3 separate regions of the Mus musculus genome follow, and regions 2 and 3 are each linked to region 1. Evidence: chromatin contacts called from public ChIA-PET data. All regions are on one chromosome and are shown on one strand. Each heading gives the region's core, a stretch centred on a gene start, on an enhancer-like site or on the middle of the called end of the contact. The rest is flanking DNA. Distances are from core to core; before and after follow the strand shown.

The links. ChIA-PET counts read pairs in DNA pulled down with a chosen protein or histone mark.
Region 2: an RNA polymerase II ChIA-PET map of memory CD8 T cells shows a contact between it and region 1, with 49 read pairs. The contact joins the promoter of Sike1 here to the enhancer-like site in region 1. A contact is called at or near these places in 2 of 484 Hi-C or Micro-C datasets (embryonic stem cells and regulatory T cells), 2 of 115 datasets of contacts at active chromatin or transcription factors (embryonic stem cells and memory CD8 T cells) and 2 of 9 other capture datasets (adipose tissue and liver).
Region 3: a contact with region 1 is called in an RNA polymerase II ChIA-PET map of memory CD8 T cells, with 123 read pairs. The contact joins the promoter of Dennd2c here to the enhancer-like site in region 1. A contact is called at or near these places in 9 of 39 promoter capture datasets (3T3-L1-derived adipocytes, the C10 cell line, the HPC-7 cell line and 5 more), 1 of 15 datasets of contacts at CTCF or cohesin (pro-B cells), 27 of 484 Hi-C or Micro-C datasets (B cells, CD4 T cells, CD8 T cells and 15 more), 9 of 115 datasets of contacts at active chromatin or transcription factors (T-cell acute lymphoblastic leukemia, effector CD8 T cells, embryonic stem cells and 4 more) and 2 of 9 other capture datasets (adipose tissue and liver).

The regions. Positions count from the first base shown.
Region 1 is chr3:103,384,281-103,388,476 of GRCm38.p6, forward strand. No RefSeq gene overlaps it. Among named protein-coding and RNA genes, the nearest start is that of Gm25869, 41 kb to the right of the region's middle. Within about 2 kb of position 1,816, at least 61 of the 459 cell types and tissues checked have an H3K27ac peak or open chromatin away from gene starts, as enhancers often do. A contact at or near this core is called in CD8 T cells, T-cell acute lymphoblastic leukemia, Th1 cells and 4 more, where this site is marked.
Region 2 is chr3:102,993,598-102,997,793 of GRCm38.p6, forward strand. Sike1 (suppressor of IKBKE 1) reads left to right here and starts at 2,143. Exons shown (of 5, transcript NM_025679.3): 1 at 2,143-2,370; 2 at 2,559-2,664; 3 at 3,646-3,788. The coding sequence starts at 2,212.
Region 3 is chr3:103,100,622-103,104,817 of GRCm38.p6, forward strand. Dennd2c (DENN/MADD domain containing 2C) reads left to right here and starts at 2,038. Exons shown (of 19, transcript NM_001384113.1): 1 at 2,038-2,117.

The sequences.
Region 1 (4,196 bases), core at 566-3,065:
GACAATTGGATTAGAAAAATAAAAATAAAAAAAGATAACAAAAGGAAAGTTCCCGCTGCGGTTCTGTAGTTGCTGGGATAGAAGGACCTGGCTCACAGTCAGCCATCTTTACGATGTATAATCTAAATGGGATAATTGTTAATGAAAAGAATTTCAAGAATATGATGATGGCTAGTGGGAAACCTTGGAAGATTTCAACTGCTCAGAAAATAGATCAAGCAATGAAGTTGAGGGCCGAGGAAATGGCTCGGAGGTTCACATGTTAGTCACAAAAAATGTGAGGACCAGCGTTCAGATTCCCCCAAACCCACATAAAAGCTGGGCCGGCATGGTGGCTCTTCTGTGATTCCAGCCATGGAAGGTGGGCACAAGGGATCCCCCAAAGCTAGCTGACTAGCAAGAATTAGCTGTCTGGGAGCGCTCTGGGTTTGATTGAGATACCCTGCCTTGTAGGACAGCAATGGAGGCTGGCTCCTGCCATCAACCTCGAATCTCTACACAAACCTCCACACATGCACCCACACATGCAAATTTACACACATACAGGCAAAACATGCATATATACATATGCGCTCCACACACATATGAAAATAGAAAACAATAGAAGAATGAGAAGAAATGAAGTTGACTCAAAGACATTTCCCACGTCTGTGATCTCCACTCCCTGTCACTCTTTCTCCTTACAGCGCTCAGGGCATGTGTGAAAGGCACTGACCTACTTTGTGCCTTATTCACAAACAGAATAACTCCAGTTTCAGATAGTGAGCTTTGAACTGCGTTTCTTGGTATTCAAGTCTCTTCACTTCCTGTGTCTTCCATTGGCTGTTCCTCCCCCTGCCCCCACCAAGGCACACCCCCAGCTCCCACTACTCCCCTTTATAGATTCCCCCACCCCAGTCTCCTCCTTCCCAGGGGTTCTCTCTGCAGCTTACTTCATATCCACACAGGCACAACTTCAAACCGCATCTGTGCTGACTGCCCCAGTGGCGCTTCTTATCTAAGCAGCGGCAGCAGCAGGCTGGGTGACCAAGGCAGCAAAAAGAATTTAATGGAATGATATTAGGTCTGTCCAGAATTGGCAGGCAAGCTGGAGACCAGGCTAGGAGAATGCACAGGAGTGTGGGGGAAGCACAATGGTTAGACACTTCTCCAGGGACATACCACAAGGGCCAGCTGGTCAGGACCTGCTGGTCCCTCAATGAACACACTGCCTCCCATCTTGGGCCACACTAGAGTGGCTGGGTGGAACCTGAGCTGTCCCTATGTCTCTGTGTCACATCCTGAAATGCTATGGGTACAGAGTCGGGGGGAGAACGGGCCTTGGCGGAAGGAGGGGCTCTTCCTCTTGCCCTCCATCCTGTGGCAAATTCTTCATACACAGGAAGAAGGTTCAGGGGCTGACACCTACCACATCTAAGATGTTTACCAGTTGACCTACCCCACAGAGGCTGTCTCAACTCCATTTTAGGCAAAGAGACTGCCTGGTTCATAGTCCCAAGATTTGTCAGGCCAGGCTAGTATTGTCTTAGACTTAGGTCTTTTTGGTTCTGCTTGGTCCCAGCTGCCACCCATTGAGTCTGAACATAGATTTCTAAGCCTGAGGACTCTGGCCCTGGCTTAAAGACCTTTGTGCATCATGATCTGCTCCTCCTCCTACCCACCCACAATTTAATGGTGCTTATCTTGAGGGGTAGGTGGTGGGGAGGGAGTGGTGGGCAGAAGTCAGCACCTTAGCTCATTTTGGCCAGGGTGGGGTGGTGGCGATGGTGGTGGCTGTTGTTTTGCACAGAGACTTTGAAGAGGTTTGAGTCAGTCTATAGACATAGGACAACTCCCTGCTCTCAGACAGTCCTCCTACATAACATAACATAGCTAACATAACATACATAACAGCTAAGCGATTAGATGTACTTATCTAAGGCTGGAGGCTCCCCACTCCCTTCTATGGCATGTGCCTTACACACACACACACACACACACACACACACACACACACACACACACACACCACACCACACACTCTGGTCTAGGCAGAGAAAATACTGTCCTCAGAAGAGCTTCTCTCCCACCATCTTTGCAGTCTGGCTGGCTTTCTTCCAGAACCATCTTTCTTTAGCTTTTAGTTTATTTTATGTATGTGGGCGTTGCCTGCATGTGTGCCTATGTACCGTGTGTATACATGCAGTGACTTCGGAGGCCAGAAGAGGGCATCAGCTGCTAGAACTGGAGTTCTAGATGGTTGAGAGTCACCTAATATTCTAGGTTGACCTCACTTAAGACTCTGTCTCACTCAGCTTCCTGAGGGCTGGCATTGCAGGCACAAGCCTGGCTCAGACAGTCTTTTGATGGGCCTTTAACTTTTCTTGTAATAACAAGCTCAGAGTTCTGCTTCCCGGCCACATTGGTGTCTGACTGTCTTTAGAAACCTGTAAAGCAGTGAGTGACAGAGCAGAGACTGCGCTCTTTCACAAGGACGCATGCGCAGGGAGTGACCGAGAAGAGACTGAGTGCTCCCACAAGGACGCATGCGCAGGAAGTGACAGAACTTTAGTCAGAAGCGAACGCAGAGGACACAGGTGTTTCAACGTTCAGGAAGTTTGAGTCCTTCAGATCTTGTTAAGTGTCCTTACAGTAGACTCTGGAGTCACAGTCTTCCCTGAACCACGTGACCCACTATCACCGCAGCTGGAAGGCGGGGTGGGTATCAATTCAACAGGTGTTGAAGCCTGGCTGTGCTTGAAGAGGTTGGTTTTGCTCATTATTGGAAAATCTCCGGGTGGGAAAAGAGAGGCTTAAACTTCTCGTTTTTTCATCTATCCAGTCTTCGTAGGAGAAGTCACACTCACAACAGCTCCTGTGACTCCTGCTTTTCATTTTGCTCTGTGTGAGTAGCAATATGGCCTTCAACGTTTTGCCTGAATGAGGTTTTTTTATTCCAGGTGACTCTAAGTGATAATTTAATTTTAGCAATTTACCACCCAGGGCCAGCAGCTGCCAGATTCCTTGAATCTTAGCTGGATTTTACTGCCTTGTTCTCTAAAATCCAATCTTCCAGCCAGCCCTCCAATTCCCTGTAGCCCTTGTTGATTCTTTACTATTTGGGTCCTTGAGTACACACATCAGAGACCAGCCGTGGATGACTTAATTAGGGAAGGAGCTGTCTTAGGGAAGCCTTGGACAGTACATGGCGTCTACAGACCTAGCCAGCCAGGCTTCGAAAACGAACAGGAGCTGGGAGTGGTGGCACACTCAGGAGGCAGAGGCAGGCAATCTCTGAGTTTGGGGACATCCTGGATTACAGAGTGAGTTCCAGGACAGCCAGGGCTACAGAGGGAAACCCTGTCTAGAAAAACCAAAAACCAACCCCCCCCCCCGCCTGCCCCGCCAATCCAAACCCAACCCAAACCCAAAACCAACCAACCCCCCCCCCCCATAACAAAACAAAACAAAACAAAACAAACAAACAGCAACCAATGACACTTAGGACATTACAATTTTAGCTGGGTGATAGTTGTACCTGTCTTTAATTTCAGCATTTGGGAGGCAGAGCTAGGCAGATCTGAGTTTGAGGCCTGCCTGGTTCACAGAGCAGAGTTCCAGGACAGCCAGGATTATACAGAGAAACCCTGTTTTGAACCCACTCCCCCAAAAGGAAAATGGTTAAGAGCCAGGATAGTATTCCTGAGTGGTGCTTCTGCCATTTGTTGCTGAGGCCCCCATCATCACTGAAGCCACCTGATATTTTGTTTGTCACTTATTTTTCATTAATGTGCAAGTGTGGAGTAGAATTCAATGATGGGTCACACTTGGGTCAGGTGATCTATAACCCTAGATGTCCATTGGTGTGAATTTTTTGTTGTTGTTGTTTTGTTTTTCGAGACAGGGTTTCTCTGCATAGTCCTGGCTGTCCTGGAACTCACTCTGTAGACCAGGCTGACCTCGAACTCAGAAATCCACCTGCCTCTGCCTCCCAAGTGCTGGGATTAAAGGCGTGGGCCACCACTATCCAGCTGGAATTCTTGAGGCTGAAGTTCTAAGAAATGTTAGATCACCAGTTCCAAGGACTGAAGACAGACAGATAGACAGGCAGACAGATAGACAGACAGACAACATATTTTCCTCCTCTGTCCTCCAGTTCTACCTTTAGTGGATGATGTCATGATTAATCCTGGCTGTCAGCTTCTCTACATCTGGAA
Region 2 (4,196 bases), core at 893-3,392, 390 kb before region 1:
CAAATAAACTTATCCAACTCAATTTTCCAATTTATTAAAAGCTAAATTTATTCTGTTCATAGAAATTGCTGTTTAGAGTGGGGTTTTGGTATGGTTTGGTTTTTTTGAGGCGGGGTTTCTCTGTGTAGCTTTCGTTGTCCTAGAACTCACTCTAAAGACCAGGCTGGCCTCAAATAAGAGATCTGATTGCCTCTGCTTCCTGAGTGTTGAGATCAAAGGTGTGCACAACCTCCCAGCTGTGGTTTATACTGTAGAATTAAAAGTCTAGTGTATCACTGCCTTTTGTCCCCACATATTTCCACAAGCCCTGCCCCTTCTATACTCCTATTTATGGTCATCCCAAGACAATAAAGACCAGTAAAAAATGATGTAGAGTTCTATGCACTAGAGAGCTGTAGTTCTTGGGTGTGTGGCACTGCATGAGGGAACTGGCATTTCAGTTGTGTGTCATTGTATCCCTAGGTATCACCCTAACAGCCACTGCCACACTACACAGTGTGTTCTTCAGTAGTTTTGCTTACAGTCCCAGAGTTCTACAATCTGCACAATCTAACCTTAAAGCATTTTCAGCATCCCAAAACACCATAGCTTCATTTTGAGACCCAAAGTACTAGTCTCTCTCTTTTCTCCTCTCTTCTCTTTCACTCTTTCATCTCTCTTCTCTCTTCTCTCTCTCTCTCTCTCTCTCTCTCTCTCTCTCTCTCTCTCTCTCTATCTCTCTGTGTTTCTCTGCACACTTGCACATGCACCAAGTCCTTGAGACAAGACCAAGGGCCCAACAGCTACAATCCAATATATAAATGTAAGGAATTAAGAGTTAAAGAATACCAGGGAGACAAGGGGGGGAAACTAAGTGAAATGTTAGAAACAAATAAACTAGCCTGTTCACAGTTGGGTATTCTCATGCACGGTGGCTGGGAGCATCAGGAGAGGCCCCTCCCTTCTCACCTGAGACTTATACTGCTGGCAACCGAAAACTTGTCCCCACTTCAGCCCTTCCTAATGTCCTAACCTATGCCCACATGCCTTAGGTAAGTTTATTTGGGCTACCAGTACAACCTTCAAGTGTCCCCCAATTTCTCCAGAACTGAGGGGATCTTTACCCCTTAATGTCCAGCTCACATAATCTGAGCCCTCATCCTGTGTGACTTCAAGGGGGTTGTGTACTCCTCAAGTATTTCTAAGAGTCCTGGGAAACGCTCCTCACAAAACGTTTGCAAATATATCCTGGTCTTTGTTGTAAACTTATTCGAGGCTATTATTCTGTTTTCCCAAAGTTGTTTTCCTTCCGAATGAAAATTATTTCATCTTCCCAGAGGCAACCTCTTAACACAGTTTTGTAAGTGTAAAATTTTTACAATAGGCATTTCCCCAAATCACAAAAGTACACCAAACATCACGTGTTTCTAAACTTTACATCTGAACTCAAGATAAAAGAGACTGTAGGACAGGGAAAATGATTCTTTAAAACACAGCATTACTACTATTCTACTGTCCTAGACTCTTTTGGACAAAAATATTTTAGGAAAGAATTCCCTGTCAGCCACCGTACTCGTTAAACACAGTCAGCCATAGTGCTGTAGAATAGCAGAATAGCTCCCAAATCAAAAGGCTTCCAACATTGCACTAAGGAAAGATTTTCCTTTGTGTATGTGCACACGCGTGTGCATCTAACTGATTGCATACACAAGTGCAGTTGTGGAAGTCAAAGGACAACCTCAGATGTCATTCCCAGACACTGCTCACCGTTTAAAGGAAGAAGGGAGGGAAGGAAAAAAGGAAAAGGGGGAGGTGAGGAGAAAGAAGAGAAGAAATGGAAGGAGGGAGGGAGGAAAGGAGAGGTTCCGGTGTATTTTACCACTTATTGGGGGTGAGTATCTGTTTCATCAGTTTGTTACAATCCCATTACTAAATAACAAACTACATCAATCAAAACCAGAAGAAAAGTTGAACTAAGACCGGAACAGAAATAACTTCGTGAAAAACCAGGATGTGGCACCAATCCGACCTCTGCTGCTCCACCCTAGAAAGGCTAAGGCTGTGGCGAAGCCTGAGGGTAACCAAGAGTCCACCTCTGCGCAGGCGCCGACCGAGATGCCACCACGCCTTTAAAGTGCACCCGGAAGTGACGCGATTCGCGCTGAGCCAGGGCCGGGTAAGGTCTGAGCGAAGCGCCTAGGCTAGCGGGCCCGGCGCGCCTCCTCGGCCACTATGAGCTGCACGATCGAGAAGATCTTGACGGACGCCAAGACGCTGCTGGAGCGGCTGCGCGAGCACGATGCGGCGGCCGAGTCGCTGGTGGACCAGTCGGCTGCGCTGCACCGGCGGGTGGCGGCGATGCGGGAGGCGGGCGCCGTGTTACCCGAGCAGGTCGGCCGGGGGCCGAGCCGCGCCCAGGGGTGGACGCTGCGGGCGGGTGGGTGGGGTCGCGCGGCCTGATTTATCTTGGTCTGGAGGGCAGGGCGGATGTGTGAGCTTCCTGTGTCGTGGGTGGGACTGCTGCCTCCTCCGCAGCACCTGCCCATGTTTACAGTGCCTTAGTCTGTCTTTCTGTCCAGTATCAAGAGGATGCATCCGACGTGAAGGACATGTCTAAATATAAACCTCACATTCTGCTGTCTCAAGAGAATACCCAGATTAGAGACTTACAGCAGGAAAACAGAGGTTAGTCAGGCGTGTGTGTGTGTGTGTGTGTGTGTGTGTCTAGGATTTTTTTTTTCTGGTAATACTACTTTGGACATTCTTACACAAGTGCCTGAACAGTTCACAAGCGTGCACATCGCATACATATATTTAGATCAGTGCTTCAAGGGTCAACTGGTAACAGTAAAATCTGTTAGATTGCTCTTTTAAAAGTCTTCCTGGTTGATGACCTTGAAAGATGTATTCAGTAGTTTAGCAGAGTTGAATTGTTAGATGGCTGGGGAGTGACCACATACCAAATGGAGGCTTCTATAACTAAAGTTCATAGTCTCCAAATGTAACATTTCGATATTAGAGTGAACACTAAAGTTAAGATCGACGTTTCTTTAATGTTCCTGTGCAAGATGGAAGGCTAGAACTTCGTCCCCCAAATACATAGTCTTAGGGTTGTTGATGACAGCAGGATGGTAGTTGTCTGATGGAGCCCTTTTACATCTGCCATTCCACTCTATGCCCCTGACCAAGTATTTACACAATGCAGCTAAGAAACAGGTTCACAGACACCAGTTGGAACCAGCCAGAAGGCCTGAACTGCCAAGCTGGAGGATCTGAGGCCATTCCAAGGGCCTACGTGGTTTAAGGAGAGAACTGACTCCTGGGGGTTCTTCTCTGACCCGACATGTGCCGTGGTTCACACAAATCAACAAAATGTAGTTTTTTTTTTTTAATTTTAATGAGCTCATTTTTGCTTCTGAGAAGTCAATTAGAAAACTGAATTCAAATCCGTGCCTCGTGATTACACGTCCCATTTTATTTGCACAAGACTCTACTGCCTAGAGAGTTGGTTTTCAGGTACACTGTTCACGTCTGTGGGCTTGAATACTGATTTCCAACTTTGGATTCCCAGTGTCCCGTGGAGTGTCTGAGAGCTCCAGCTGTTAGGAGGTTTGCCTTGAGACCAGTCTTAGACGTCATTGTCCAGATGTTTGCTTTTGTTGTTAGAACTGTGGGTTTCCTTGGAGGAGCACCAGGATGCGTTGGAACTGATCATGAGCAAGTACCGGAAACAGATGTTACAGTTAATGGTCGCTAAGAAAGCCGTGGATGCCGAACCAGTTCTGAAAGCTCACCAGTCTCACTCTGCAGTAAGAAACACTGATAAATAAATTGTAAATAAACTGAACTGAAATCGTGGGGTCGTTCCTTTGTTTGCAGAAAACAGTGTTCCTCTTTCTGCATATTTTCATAATCACTCTGAATTTGGCTGTGGCTTTGTGAAGACATGAATAAAGGAAGGGGATAAGGGCCTCTTCCATCCTTTAGTGGTCAAGTTACCTCCCTCACCAGGGATTTCTTTTCAGCTTGACACAGAAAGATTGAGAGTAGGCCATCCTGGGCTACATAGCAAGTGTGATACCAGCTAGTGTTGAAGGCATTCAGTGACTGCTTAGCTGATTGTTGTACATTCTATCGAGCCATAAGTTTTATAGTTCCAAGGGCATGAGTCGGATTTTATCCCTCGCTTCCACATAGCAAGCAGTCACTAACTTCAT
Region 3 (4,196 bases), core at 788-3,287, 280 kb before region 1:
GCTTGCTGAAGCAGGAGACCTCTGAAACGTGTTAGAAATATCCCTACTAGGTACAGTGGTGCATGTCTTCAGTCCCACACTCTGGAGGCAGAGGCTCTGAGCTTAAATAAGCCTGTTTTACATAGTGAGTTCCAGGACAGACAAAGCTACATAGTGAGGCCCCATCTATAGATAGATAGACAGACAGACAGGAAGACAGACGAGAGAGGGGAAAGAAGGAAAGAGGGAGAGGGGGAGGGGGAGGGGAGGGAGAGTACTTCCTGTTAGGAGATGCTCCAGCTATCCAGATTATATTTGCTCACACACAACTGTGTTGCCATCTAGTGGTTGGGTTGATAATTCACTGTTTATTAAAAAGGGGGTTATGGACTAAACATAAAGATTTTTTTTTTTTTTGGACACCAAAAGTATAAGAAAGATTTCATTCTACTTTCAAGTTTTTCACCCCTGAGGTTGTGAGATGTGTGGAGAGCACATCCCTCAAGACTTATCACAATGAAATTCGAGCAAATTCCTGAGTGTTTTCACTTTCTGCACAGGTAGCCGTGAGCTTAGGTGTGCCCCTTGGGACGTGCTCATACTAGCTGTGGGGTAAGACTCCTCTTCCCCATTCTTGAAGTTCAAATTGCTTTTCGGGGAATATTTATCAAGGACCTGATTTTATTTCATGTTGGCTTCCTAGTCACTAAAATAATACAAATTACTATGTATTATCTTCAGACTTAAAGGACACCTCTCACCATTAGGTGTAGCTCCATCCTACCCATGAGAGGGCAGTAGAACACATGCATGTTAATTAACGTTCATCTTGGAATTCAAATCTTCATCCTGCTAAAGAATCTTCGTGGATGCAAACTTCAAAATGTAAATCTTAAAAACGCTGTTTTAGTCCCGAATTTCACCTTGTACAACTATCTGTGATACTTTCCAAACAGACTAGATTAAATGCCACTTGTGTTGGCTCAGGACTATGCTTGCACCCCAGAAGCAGGGGTAGGAGGATAAGAAGTTTGAAAAATAATAAAGAACACACATGTCTACATTTAAAGACATACACATTAGGTAAGGGATCAATGGAGTTTGCAATGTATTCCAAACCATATTTACATTTATTTCCTCACTGGAGTATTTTAAAGGAATTGTCAATACTTCTCCCTCAGGTAGAAAGTAATCCTTTTACTGTCCCCACCTCATGTCCCCACCTCATAGCTTCACAAGGGATTGGGACTTTTTTTTTTTTTTCCAAGTCTTGGTTGAGTTGGCTGGTGACAGTCATCCGCGATGTGTAATTAAACACCTCTCTGTGGCAGTCTTCTATTTTGGTACCTCTGTGTGAACAAGCCAGGGAAGTTTGGTTACCAGACACAAGGTCGGATGGAGTGGGTGGGGTGGAGTGGGGCGGGGCGCGGTGAGGTGGGGCAGTTAGATCGTGCTGGGAAATAGGTTCCACTCATCCCAGTCTCGCAGAGTGAAACTGGGCTATTCTTGCAGCAGGCACAGAGCCATGTGCATACCTGAGCAAGATCGTGTGGTAGGGAGAATTTAAGCGTGAGTCTCAAGTGGGTGTGGCAACCCAGTCGGCACCCGGACTAGGCACCAAAGGCATCCGGCTTGTGATTCCAAACCCGGGGCCAGGTGCGTTATTGGCATCTCTTTACTAGCTGGCATTCCCGATGAATGTTTGCTCCCTGAGCTGCTTTGGGGTTTTCTTAAAGAAGTTGCTGTTTGGCTCCTCTGGTTCTACTAGGCTCTGCCTTGCTGTAAAGGTCTGTCTCGTGTAGTCGCACAGACCGTAGATCCGGAGATAGAGCTTTGGCTCCAGGCCTGGGCAGGGGCTGCACCGTGGAACCAGCGCGGTGCAGCGCACACTGGTACCCCAGCGCTGGGGGCGGAGAGACCGCCTGGCGTGGGTTCCGAGCCTTGAGGAGAGCCCTGGAAGGACAGAGCCTTACTGGGTGAGCTCGGGGGCGTGCCCAGGCAAAAGAGGGCGTGTCTTAGCCTGGAGGGCGGGGACTGCGGAACCTGTGGGGGCGGGACGAAGATGTGGGCGCTGGATCCCAGAGGCCACCGACGCGAGTCTGGGATCCCTGCGCGAGGCGGCGTCGCGGCCCAGGCAGGTAGGCGACGGGATGCAGCGAGGGAGTGGGGCCATGGGGCCTCTGCCGCTCAGCTGTTGGCGTCGCCCCATGGCGTCCCGTGTGTTCGTGGTCAGCCGAGAGCTGGGTACCTCGGGCCAGGGGAAGGCGGGTGTCAGCCTGCGAGCCGCGGGCGCGGTCGGGGGTGCAGGGCCGGGGAGCCCAGGCGCTCGCCGCCGCGAGGAAACGCGCCTATCAGGCGGTCTTGAACTTGGACGTGCCCGGACGGAGCACTTCAGACAAGCGGTAAAGCGTGTGTTCGCGCGCTTTGCTTCGGAACTACGGGGCAGGCACGATAGAGGAAGTCGTCAAGTAGTTTTTTAAGATAAAATTCCTACAGTGGGACTGGAGTAGGACTGTGGAGTAACCAGGAGAGAAGATGATGATTAGATTGTGAGTCAAAAGGCTTCGCTCTGGAGCTCAGAGCCGCAAACAAACCGTCACACCTCCGTCAGGGTTAACTCTAAGAGGTGTGTGTCCCCGGAGTGCAAAACTGGGACGCTCATGGGTTCTCATGTTCTGAGAGGAATGACAGTGTTCTACAAATGTCAGGCATTGTTGTTTGATACACACACACATGCACCCCGGAGCATGTGTAGTTTGTAAAACTACTAAGTGCCTAGTACAGTAGGCACCCTGGTAAACCTTTATCCCAAAGCTACTACTGATTCGCCTGTATTGTTAGAGAAAGTTCTAACTTCTGTTTACTATGTAAATAAGTTATCTAAGCGTCATTTCCACATAATCACCATTGTTTGAAGAGCAGAGCTATTCTTAACTGAGTCATGACATTTTCTAAAATAGCATGCTATCTGTATACCGTAGTGCAATCATTTACCATGAAGCTTGTACCAATCAGAAAATCTGTTACTTTGCCTTAGATTAGCTGAAGGTATTTCATAAAGTGAGCTGAGAGTACTGCCTCAAAACAAGACTTTTATTTTGCAAATTCAGGGGCTGCTTATAAAAAGATCTGAGTTCTCTAAAACAAAGTTAATGTGTGGCTGTGGCATTTGTACAGTTTTTATTATAGACATTTGTGTTCTCTACTTGTGTGTGTGTGTGTGTGTGTGTGTGTGTGTGTGTGTGTGTGTGTATTTTAGGGAGAGATGGGAAATTTAAAAAGGAATAGCAGTCTGTAACCATGAGGTTTCTACTAGGGATACGTAAGAGTGATCTGGAGTATTTTCAAAGACAGAAACCAGCAACTGTAGTAATTGTGTCTCAAGGCCTCTTGTTAGTCTGTTAAATGTGGCAATTGACTTTTTTTAGATGCAGAAATATCAGTGTTTTTGATTGAGAACAGTAGGCAATTTCTTTCCTTTTCTTATTTAAAATTTAAAATTAGGGCATGTTTGTCACCAACGTGCAAAGAATCCTGGGTTCAATCCCAGTACTTCATAACTGGGTATGGTGGTGGTCCCATCCCACTCAGCATAAGAGAGGTGCAAGAAGGGACTCAGAAACTCCAGGTCACTCCTTACTATGTAATGAGTTTGAGGCCAGCCTGGGATAGTGTGACTCTGTAAAAAAGCAAAACAAAACAAAGTTAAAAATTCCTCATATTACAGGGCTTGCGAGATGCTTTGGGAAATGAGGGCACTTCTTGCCAAATCTGAAGACCTGAGTTCAATCCCCAGGCCATGTAGAAGGACTTAGCCAGCTATGTAGATTGTCCTCTGACCACAAAATGTGTCCCAACACATTGCCCCTTCCCCAAAGTAATAAATGTAATAAATTTATTTATTTATTATGTGTATATGTGTGGGCACCCAAGGTGCATGTATGGAGGACAGAGGGCCATTTGTAAAACTTAATTTCTCCTTCTCTTGCATGGTGCTGGGGATTGAACTTGGGCTCAGTGGCAAGCACCCCTACCCACTGAGCTAAGTCACTAGTCCTTCCTTTCTGTCCTTGTAGGATGAGACTAGGGTTCTGTGACTACTGCTATCAGTGAACCACATCCCTGCCTCCAACTGGAAATCATATTACTAGTAAAAGATTTGTAGTGATCCTTATGTGCTAGGCAAGGATTGTAGAGCATTGTGTACCACAGTGGAG